2 separate regions of the Columba livia genome follow, and region 1 is linked to region 2. The links are chromatin contacts, called in public Hi-C maps. All regions are on one chromosome and are shown on one strand. The core of a region is the stretch at or near the end of the contact, and the rest is flanking DNA. Distances in the headings are between cores, read along the strand shown.

Region 1 (5,591 bases), core at 2,172-4,671, 71 kb before region 2:
GAAGGGGCAAGAAATTAAATACATAAAAGGTGAATGATTTACCAGAAATTAGCATTGCCTATTAAAACTGCCAAGTGTGACTAAGCTGGTGTTCCTAGAGCTACATTGTTTAGGAAGTTAAGAGGAAGTTGGCAAAAAATATTCCAGTCAACCTCAAAAAAATAGCCAAAAGTCAACGTTTCATGCCTCCTCCAACACCACCTGGGTCCAGTTCTTTCGCAGCTTTAGGTTAAGCAAATTACAGCTCCTCTGACTTAACCTTGGGATAAAGCTTTCTGAGATGGGAGAGCCTTAGTTCTGCCCACATCTGGTTTACCAGTGTATGTAAGAGGAAAAAGCAGTGAAATTGCTTCATATCTCTTTTTCTTCTGACCAGTGTTGGTGATAATGATTTCCTTGTTATGGCTTGCAGACACCAGCACGGTGCTGTGTCAATGCATAGGAGGGCTCAAATCTGAGTCTTAAATAAAAAGAGTTTTGGTTCCAGCACAGCAGGTTTGTAAAATATCTACTGACAAGAGAAAAAAAAAAAGATTGTTCTACATGGCCTGTAAAACATATGTTAAAAATTCTGCATCGTAGACCAGCTTTAAATTATTCATTTTTAATCCCTTCAGCCTTGAAGGGCCTTTAAACATTGACTACTGAGAAACAATCCTGCTACTGAGGGAACAGCTATAAAATAAAGTATTGGCTACTTAAAAATATAGAGAAAAATGCTTTACCTAGACACAGTATCTGCATTTTTAAATATGAATAAAGGGCTGGATCCCCACTTGGTGAAAGCTGATACAGCTCCTTTGATGTCTGCATAGCTGTCCCCCATCAGCAGCTGAAAGCCCTGGCCCAGAGTTTAGAATAGATATCATTTCTCTACATAAGAAGACAAGTGAGATTTGCATGGTTAGTTCAAACTATTTCATATTCACTGAGCTGTTGAGGAAATACTGTCTGTGAAACAAATACTGGATTCTTTCCCAAAAACATCTACATGACACTTGCTAAGGAAACGCTACGGTATAAAGGGGAGCAGATCCAGCCCTCTGCGTTGGAACCTGCTGTAGTTACTATGGCATGATCAGATGGTGCTTGGTATCTGCACACTCCTTGGGGTGCATTGGTGAAGTTGAGAGCATCCAAAGGAGCTAATTGAGTGTAACACTGGTATAACGAAGATGAGTATGTTCCACACTTGCTGTTTCAGGGCAATTTGGGCTTGTTCTCTGTACCACGCTCAGCCTCCTACTTCTCAAGATAGCACCAGTGGAGACCTGAGGCACTTTTCCATGCTCCACCCATATCCCTTGTTCAGAACCTGCTCCCTGTCTCTGTTATGGAATCATAAAATGATTTGGGTTGGAAGGGACCTTAAGGATCACCTAGTTCTCATTGCTTTGCTATGGGCAGGGACACCTTCCATTAGACCAGGTTGCCCAAAGCCCCATCCAGCCTGGCCTTGAACACTTCCATGGAGGGGGCAACCACAGCTTCTCTGGGCAACCTGTTCTGGTGTCATCTTGATTAACTAGCATTAATTAAGACATTCTTGACTGCAGGGTGCTTCCCTTGATACAACCTGCAGACACACTAGTAAAACTTTATCTACTGTATGATAAGAAATCACTTGTTTTACTATAATATTTTTTTTTCTCTGTTAAACTTATGGACAAACCAGATGTGGTACAAGAGGTAGTGAAATGCAGAGTGCCCAGACTTTTCCTTTCCTTTCCTTCTCCTTGCTTTTATAGAGTATTCTTCAGAGCCCTCATCACTCTCTCATTCCATCCATCCTCTCAGAAATGCCTGAGAGAGATCTTCAAACCTGATGCACTGCCTTTTCTTTTTTTTGCTGGTGAGCTGGTCCCCAGTGGCTTTTTCATAAACAGACCCACTCACAATCATCAGGAAGGAAATGAAGCAGCAAATTCAACTAATTTCCCTGAAGGTGGGAATATCAAGTTGAGAGGGTTACAGAAACTGTCACAGGTGATCGAATCGGGGCTCCTCAAGGGCCCTATCCCACCTTCAGCAAAGTGGCAAGCAGCTCCTGGGAAAAAACAGTGAAGAGCTACTTATTACACTGTTTCCCACACACAGTAATTCCATGTGTTGATACATTCCTTGTTTAAAAAAGAACCAACACAACTAACACAACTAGCTTTTTTTTTTTTTTTTTTTTTTTTTTTTAAGTCTCATTACTTTAGATTAAATCCCTTCCAAGCCCTGTTTATGAGGGATGTAATACTATGTTGCTCTGCAGTATCTAGGGACAGGATTTAGTGAGGGGGCGAATCCCTGGAAGGTTTTGTCGGGGTTTATGCTCCTAAGCAGGAAGTTCAGCCTGTCACTGGTACTCACACCCCAATACAAATACCTGCACGGTACACAATGTGACACCGGTCTAAATTCACACTTAAGCTTTTACTAATATAACTCTATGGAAACAAGCTCAGTGACGGCTTTTGATTTACAACTCCTGTGTAGCGTGTTACAGTTTCCAGTGGAAGTATGCTGTGCTGGATGGAATAAAACAACAATGTAGGTAGTTTCATTAACTAGATTAATAACCTATAAACTTATCTGCTTCACAAAGGGAGTTATGCACTGGCTGTCCACCTTTAAGAAACATGTTTTTCAGAGCTCAGGAATACGTTCTCTACCTTGACATGTGCTGTAGATATTCACTGTGCATGTGAAACTGCCTACGGGCGAACCGGAGAGAAGACCAGAGAGATTATTTGCTCCTCTGGAGGTGTTGTAACCTCCCCCCTTCTTGTCTCGGCTCCAGCCTTTACACATCGACACTAAAAAAGTCAGCATTATGTTGTTAAATAGTTTTAGCAGACACTTTATCAGTTGAATGTGTCTGTCTGGGGGATTCTTTAATGATGTTGTATTCTTTTTAATTCTACAGCATTTTATAGTCGCCTTAAAAATGTCTGATGCTGCACTGATATATTATTAACGATGCAAAGTATGCTTTCTCCTCTGAGAAGAACCGAATTTTTTTTCGGTGTCCCTGCTGTGATACCTGCTGGGATCCACACAGCCCATTTCAGGTACAGAAGGTTCAGGGTGGGGGTGAGAACAGGGCTATTTCTGAGTGATCACTCTTCAGGGATGTCGTATCGGGAGCTGGGATTTCCTCCCGGCGCAGGAGGGGCGAGCCAGGGGGTCGGCGGCTGCGACCCCCCGGCCGCTCCTTGACCCCGCAGGCGGGCGCAGCCCCGACGGGCGCAGCGCGCACCCTGCGCCGCGCAACCCCCGCGGCCACGCAGCCCCGCGCAGCGGTTCGGGTCCGGGGGAGGAGGGGAGGCCGCCCCGGCACCGCCCTGCCCGGCTCCGAGGAGGAGCCGCCGGGGCCCCCGGCGCCGTCCACGTGTCTGGGGGCGCGTTATATGAGCGGGCAGGAAGCCCTGCGGGGAGGGAAGGGGAGGGACGGGGCGCCCGGAGAGGCTCCGCGGGCGGCGCAGGCAGCGACAGAAGCGGCGGCAGCAGCAGCAGCAGCGACAGCAGCAGCGACCGCCCGCCAGCCCGCCCTTCCCTGGCCATGGGGCTTGGCGGCCCCCCCAGCGCCCCACCGTGAGTACCGCGGGACCCCCCCGCCGCCCTCCTCCGCCTTCCTCCCCGCTTACCTGCAAATTCTCCCGCTCCCCCCTGCTGCGAAAGGCGCGGCGGGAGCCTCCCCCTCCCTTCCAGCTCCTCATTCTACTCTTTAAGTTGTGTCTTGTGTCTTTCTTTTTTTCCCCTTTTCCTTTTCCTTTTTTTTTTTTTTTTCTTTCCTATTATTATTGTTTAGAAGCAGGGGTTGTTCCCGGCACTGACGGAGATTGCAGCATCCCCCGGCGGGTGCCCCGGCACTCCGAAGCGGGGAGGCTTCCCTCCATCCAGCCGGGATTTCCCCGGTGGAGGGGGGCAGAAGGAAAGGTTGCGGGTGCCGGGGTGGGCTCCTGAGCAAGGCGCACCTTCGGGCGATGCCCGTGCAGCTCCGGGGGGCAGTGGCGGGGGGTGTCCTCCCCACGGCATGCCCCGGTCCACGGGGGACCGGTCCTGCCCCGTGCCCTGCCCGGCGGAGCCGCTTGGCTGCGGGGTGGTCGCTGGCAGGCGGAGAACAGCGGGAGGGACCAGCCCGATGGAGTCCTGTACCCTGATTTCTTTTTTATTGTGTTTTATTTTTATTTTTTTATTTCTTTTCCCCTTGGGTAGGCTGTGCGGTGAGAGAGGAACGCCAGCATTACCCCGTTAGAGGGAAAAAAGCAGACTAACTGTCTTAGGTACCCACTCTTACATATCTGTTTGCGGAATTAATTTCCGCAGGAGTGTAAATAACTAATCTTCGAGGCCAACAGTTTGGTTGTTAGGTGTATTTTGATTGCACTTTGATATATTTATGTCCATAGCAAACATAGAGCCAAGATCTTTTACGTGATTGATTTTAGTCTTGGCATTAATGAAAACAAACCAGTAAAAAAATGCCTCGGTGCAGATTTACTTGTTTGACACACACGAGATTCTTCAACTCTTTGTAACGGTTGGGCTTGTATGTATCCAATACATTGAAATAACTCATTCATTTCATTGTAAGTCTGAATTATATATTTGCCTAGTGGGCACACATGTTAAAGGAAAAACCTCCCTAATTATGGATCTTTCAGAGAGATTGGAAGGGTGACAAAGCCCTTGTAATCTTTTGGGTCAATTTTCATAAGCTCCAAAAGCTCTCTTTGAAAAGGAAATTAAATTTCAGTGTGGAAAAGAGACAGGAAATTCAAGGATATAAAAAAGAAAGTCCCTATTCTACTTTGATCCTGTCCTCAGGACTTCATTTATGTTGGTGCTCTTCAGTGATATAAGTTAAAATGAAGAGTCACCTTTGACTGGAGTCTTCCTGTCTCTTGGCTGTTCAGAAGATACTCAATTAACAGCACACTCCTCCTGTGTATTATTTACACGGTTTTAGCTGGAGGGGTGGCTCTGCGTGAAGTATTTGCTTTGAAATATTTGGATCGCTACATCGCGTCCCGTGTGAACAACAACAGCCAGGGCTTCCTGCAGCCGATATGATCACCCCTCCTCAATTTTTACTGCTCGATCCAATGCCGGTGGTGCTCTGCCTGGTGTTCATAATGCCTTGAAAGAGCTGTTCTCATGTTAGAAGAAGTTGGGGTTGGCTTTGGGTCCTCTTTCCCCTTTGGCAATGGTGTTATCTGCAGGGCACGGCTGTGCTCGGGGTCCTTTTTGGGCTCATCTGGGATCCTGGCAGGTTTTAATCCGTTTGAACACATGTTGGGGCGGTGGTTGGGGGTGGAGGTGGGAATGGTTGGATGGTTTTTTTAGTTAAGTATACTTGTTTTCCTGATTATCTTGGAAACAACAGAACCCCTGCATAAGTCTACAGTGAACTTGGTGCTCTGTACCTCTGCCAATTTCTCACTTCATTTACTCTATTTTGGTGCTGCTGTAGGGTAACATTTCAGTGGCAGTGGGTTTAAATCCCGTACCTCAACAAAGTCTCAGTCTATGGTCCTGCCAAACCAGCTTTAAAGCTACCACTAGATTTTTAAACTACACTTCTGTCTAATATACCTTCG
Region 2 (5,339 bases), core at 1,055-3,554:
TCAAGACATTTAAGCTTTTTTTCCCCACAATTTCAGAGTCTCAGAAGATTAAAACTTGGAGAAGTATGTCCAAGTTGACTGAGGATAAGTCCTGCTTGACATTTTTAAGGAAAACTTTTTGATGGGACAACAAATGGAGTTTTATTTCTTTCATTTTTCTTTTCTCTCTTGGCAAATGCATTTTAGATTTTTTTCACTTCTTTTTAGCTTGTAACAAATCTGGTTTAGTCTCTTTTAACCTTTTTTTTCCAACAGCACTTAGTATATACAGCCATAAATTGTCTGGAAAAAAAGAATCCATCTTCAGGACACACTCATATCTTGGAAAAATCAGCACACACTTAGAAACTGGCTGAAAGATTTCACCTTTTTTGAAAGGCTTTCTTTTTCTTTTAGAAACTGTTTTGATAAAAAAGGTTGAGAAAGTCTGCTGTTAAGCCTAGAAGCAAACCCTATCAGAAGCAATGGAAAGTTCCCAGCTGCCTTTAGTTGACTGAAACCTCTTGCTACCTCTTTATCAAATCCATCCTTGTGCTAGGAAGAGGTGCCCGCAGAGGACCAGTTGTTGCCGTTGTCACCCATCCATATTTCCAGCACTGTCACTGCTCTGTGCCCAGATTGCGAAGCCATTCACTATTTTTTGTGGAGTATTTACCTTCAAAAGTGGCAGCAAGTGGGTTGCAGCAGTAAAGTTGAGTAAGCCCCTTAGCCTATCAGGAAGGTATAAGTGGTTGACTACAAGGCAGTCACAGCACATGTAAGGAAAAACATCTTTGCTTAATAAATTACAGGACATATTACATATTTGTAATTAGATTGTATACACGGGCTTGGTAAGCATCTCGTATAAATTAGTGTGTGAGAATTTAACCCCATGGAAGAAATGCCAGTATTTTAAGGCTTTTGCCATACTCAAAGCAGAGAATTTGCATAATTAATAACCTGGCACATGCTGGAGCAATAAAACCAGAAAATCATAAGCTCACAAATCATAATGCATTTAACAAAATTTTTAGGCTAACAGAATAAACCTATGAGCATGCCTTAAACACACAATGTCAGATACAGTGTATAGGGGAATTGTTGACTGTACATTTGTAAAGGGGAGAAGACATCAAATTAAAAAAAATATATGTATATCTGAAATTTGGTATTTTAGAAGAGAATAAATACTCAGTTAAAAAAGATAAGCATCCTGTATTATGGTTCTGAAGAAAAGCCAAACTGTATATGGCCTTAATATTGGCTTGAATTGATAGCTGAATGATTCGGACATGTCCCATTTGACTGATGGATGTCCTATTCAAAGTGGCTTTCTAAGACTGAGCATTGTCCCAGAAAAGACTTAGGAAAGCTTTCTGGGACAGAAAACCTTCAGGACCTCATCAGTCATATATTTAGCCTACTTGCCTTAACTTGACTTCTCCGAGTCTTCCAGGAATCTCTACAGTGAAAAATCTTCATGTATCTCTGCTTGGTTTTGCAAAAGGAGATAGATACCTAAGGAGATGAGGACATTGCTAGGTCACCACTGGTCTGGGAAGACTTAGACAAATGTTTCGAAGTGCTGATGATCCGTGATTCAAAAAGAAGTAAAACTTTAATCACAGGAACCTTGTTGTTAACAAGAAAACAAAGAAAACCAGCCCGAACAACCAACCACGAACAAACAAAACAAACAAACAACAAATAAAAAAAAACACAAAAATCAAAACAAACAAAAAAAAACCCTCACAAGTAAAAGTATTTAGATTGAATTAATGGAAGGTTTTGGTGATTTATCACAACCCATCTAAAAAGTATGCAAAGTATATTTGGGAATATAGTCCAGCTAAAAGGCCAGTTCAGAATTTTCTTACTTGAAACAAAGTCAGGGAGATTTATTATTTTTACAGCACTCGTGATGAGCTGTGCAATGCCCGCCTGCACTGTGCATGAGATACGGGGAAGAAAAGATCTTTTTGTTTTCAAGACATGACTCGTGATTTTGATCCAGTCATAAGGTCTGACTTGGAAGTTTTACGCTGGGAACTGCAGGAAGCCTTCAGCATCCCCCTGAGGAGGAGGGAATAGCCTTCTGATCAGGGGCCGTGTACTGGGAATGCCAGAATTACACATAAGAACAGAAATTACGAACTCTACTACCACCTTCTCTGGAAATAATGCGGTAGCTACAAGTATTAGGAGGGGAAAAGTCTCCCCCTGGTGGGAAAAGGTTTTTCTGCCATGAAGTTAAGTGGAAAGCCCTTTCCTTCGTCAAAGCGCAAATACTGCAACAGGCACGGGCCAAGAAGTCGTGGGCTCCGTATAATATTGACTTTACAATATATTGTGAACTAAATCTTTGGTGTCCTACTGTCAATAATTAACTTGAAAATTTAAAAACATAATGGCTTCCTATAAACTTGCTTCAATGACGCCTCAGTTCTTTTTTATGCTGCATTACTTAATTGCAGCCTCATTTTCCAACAATTGCTTGAATATATTGTTTTCAAATGATTTGAAATTATTTCTGTACATGAAGAATATTCTGTCTTTGGAAATACAGGAAAATATTATCGTGTTTGACTTTTTACTAATCTTGGTGTTAATTTTTTCTTCTAACAGCACATATGTTCCAGTTCCACGGAAAATCAAAGTCAAAAAAGAAAAGGTGAGCGATGCTGATTTGTGAACTTGTTCTGCTAATCTACTTGTAGGTCTTTTGCCACTTTGGGAGACTGCAAGAACCCCTTGATATTCATAAAAACTACAACCAGAACACACACTTCACAAGGCTCAGGTGAACAAAAGGTTTAGCTGCTGTGTGCCCTTCAGGACACAGATCAGCCTCATTTAGCCAGCTAAATAACTGAGGTTGGAAAGAAACTATTCTTGTGATTATACCAGAGCATCACCACTGTTCTGAAGGTCGTGTTGCTTCCTCTCGTACTGCTCAGGGAGATTTAAGGTTCACTGTTGGCCAACTGTGCTCGCCATCCACAGCAGTTCTGCTGTTCCCATCCGTTGCAGTTATTTGGATGTAATGACACTTTGAGCTGTGGAAAGCCTTTGAGGTTCTTTAAAAATAATTTGACTATTTGATCACCAGGGATGTTTCTCACTCCCAGCTCAGTTCCTTGGAATAAAGAGCTGAATGAATTCTGAACAAACAACACTGTGTGTTTTCAAGTCAAGGGAGAATTCAAGATGGTATCGATGGCTCTTGGAGAATGTTCCTAACCCACAGTTGTAATAACTGTCTGCACCCAATTAAACAAGCCTTGAGACTAGGCTCATTGTTGAAGTTTACTGTGGTCTAATAGACGTGTCCTACTGGAGGCAGGGTTTCCCATGGGGCAGAATAGTCATTCCAATGTTGCAACTTTAGCCACTGTGCAAAGACTTTTCTCTTATGTAGCTGCATGGTTTGGGGACATAACCAAGGCAGGCTATGTAGAGAAAGGTAAAAGATGTTTCCTCTTCCACAAGCGTTCCAGCAAAATGTCTCATTCTCTCAGCCTTTGGAGAGGCTGATTTTCAGAGGAGCTCAGGCTTCTAGTGTCTCAAGGGTTGGTAATGTGTGTTAGCCCCAGAGCATTAAAATTAAAGATTAAAGCACATGTCCTTCATTCAGGAGGCCAGGTTTTGCCAAAGGCTTCAGAGGAGATCTTTAACCAGTATTAGTTTATATCTCCAAGCTCCAAACTGTGGACCTTTGGGGCTATTAAATAATCACTTAGCTCATCCCTACCTGGTGTGAGAAACACATTAACCTCTGCAAAAACCTTGTGAGATGCACTATGGCAGGTTGTTAAACTCACGTCACACTTGAGTAGCACCAGCCCAGGGTACGGCTGGTGATTTGCAGCAGCTTCCTGAGCACAGAGATGAGAAGCTTGTATTTCTTCCCACGTCATGCAATGCAAAACACCCTGTGAGAAGCGATTACACACAGATACAATATCAGCAATTAACCTCTGACTTCGTAAAAGGAAAAGCCCTGCAGCTAACCAGTCACTCTAATTACAAACGCAGCATGGAGGGAAAAGCCTCTCTTTGCCTGATTGAGAGAAGGTGGTTGAAACCAACGGCTCCCACCAGTCCTAGGATTTACTGTGCACTCAGGCCTGATCTTAAGAACTCTGTCTCCATTAGATGGCCTCACAATTTCCCCAGGTGATAACCAAGTATTATTTACATCTTTAAAAAACAAATAAACAAAACAGCATAGAAAAATAGCATGTTTGGGAAATGGAAGAAATGCAGCTCATGCAACCTGACAAGCTTCCTGATAGTTTACACCTGACCTCTCATTTCCTCAGATCTGTACCTGTAGCAATACTAAGGCATGGTCAGCATATTGTGCAGAATATGAAGTTGCTCCTACATTCCTGCACACATTACAGTTGGACTGAATGATCTTAAGGGTCTTTTCCAACCTAAATGATTCTACGATTCTATCAAATCTCAGATGGAATTTTATACTTGTCTTGCTCAGGCCTCCAACTCCCCAGAGCTCACCTACATTACAGCAGGACACTACAGGGAGAGCTGAATGCACAATTTTCTTCCAGCATGTGCCTTTTCATGCCCATTGGTTTCAGTAAGAATCATCCAGGATTTACATTAGTGTAAGCAGGTGGGATATCAAGACCAAAGAAGGAATATTCATGTGTAATTGCACGTGGGAAATATCCTTGAATGTGCTTAGCTCTGGGACTTTATTTTTCCCTTTCACCTGCCCTCAGGGAATAAATATTATTCCTTTTTCCCTTCCTCCCTTACCCAAGTGTCCTTTAGGGATGACAGGCTACTGTTGTTTTGTTGTTTGTTGTTTTTTTTTTTCCCCAGGGTATTTTATTAATGAGTCTTTCTCTCCAATTTTGCCTAGATCCTCATTTACAATCCAACTTTTATGAAATACGTCTATGAAAATTGGCTCCAGCATCATGGGAGATACCCCTCCACGGGCCTTCTGTCTTTGATATTTGCACTCCACGTATGCGATGAGGTCTGTGTTTGCGTTTATGGATAAAAAATCAGGACATTTTACACTGAAGTGGCAGGAACTTGCCCTGGCCACTCAGCCTTTATTTCCCTCTTTCCATTTTCTCTACCATTTGCTTCTTCAAACAGATGCAGAGTCCTCAGTAACATGCTGACAGTGATTTTTTTCATGTCAGCAAGTTGTAGGGTTTAAGACGCTTTTGGGGGAAATGTAATTAAACAAAAATAGTGAGATTCCACATGGCTTTCAAAGGCATATAAATATGGATGGTGTCAGTGCCCATTTTGTTAGTGGAATCCCAAATTACATTTTGTCTCACTGTTTAGGCACCTAGAGCCATTGGTGTTGC

Evidence for each region. A called contact is a pair of places that touch in the nucleus more often than the background predicts.
Region 1: a contact with region 2 is called in a Hi-C map of crop, with 4 times the contacts expected there. The contact joins the promoter of ST3GAL1 here to the enhancer-like site in region 2. A contact is called at or near these places in 2 of 2 Hi-C or Micro-C datasets (crop and liver).

The regions. Positions count from the first base shown.
Region 1 is chr2:154,310,453-154,316,043 of bColLiv1.pat.W.v2, reverse strand. ST3GAL1 (ST3 beta-galactoside alpha-2,3-sialyltransferase 1) reads left to right here and starts at 3,421. Exons shown (of 7, transcript XM_065054456.1): 1 at 3,421-3,582. It overlaps LOC135578713 (a long non-coding RNA gene), which reads right to left and starts at 3,769. Exons shown (of 3, transcript XR_010470811.1): 1 at 3,636-3,769.
Region 2 is chr2:154,238,421-154,243,759 of bColLiv1.pat.W.v2, reverse strand. ST3GAL1 (ST3 beta-galactoside alpha-2,3-sialyltransferase 1) reads left to right here. Exons shown (of 7, transcript XM_065054456.1): 5 at 2,608-2,653; 6 at 4,874-4,993. Among named protein-coding and RNA genes, the nearest start is that of ST3GAL1, 72 kb to the left of the region's middle. Within about 2 kb of position 2,304, at least 1 of the 3 cell types and tissues checked has an H3K27ac peak away from gene starts, as active enhancers do.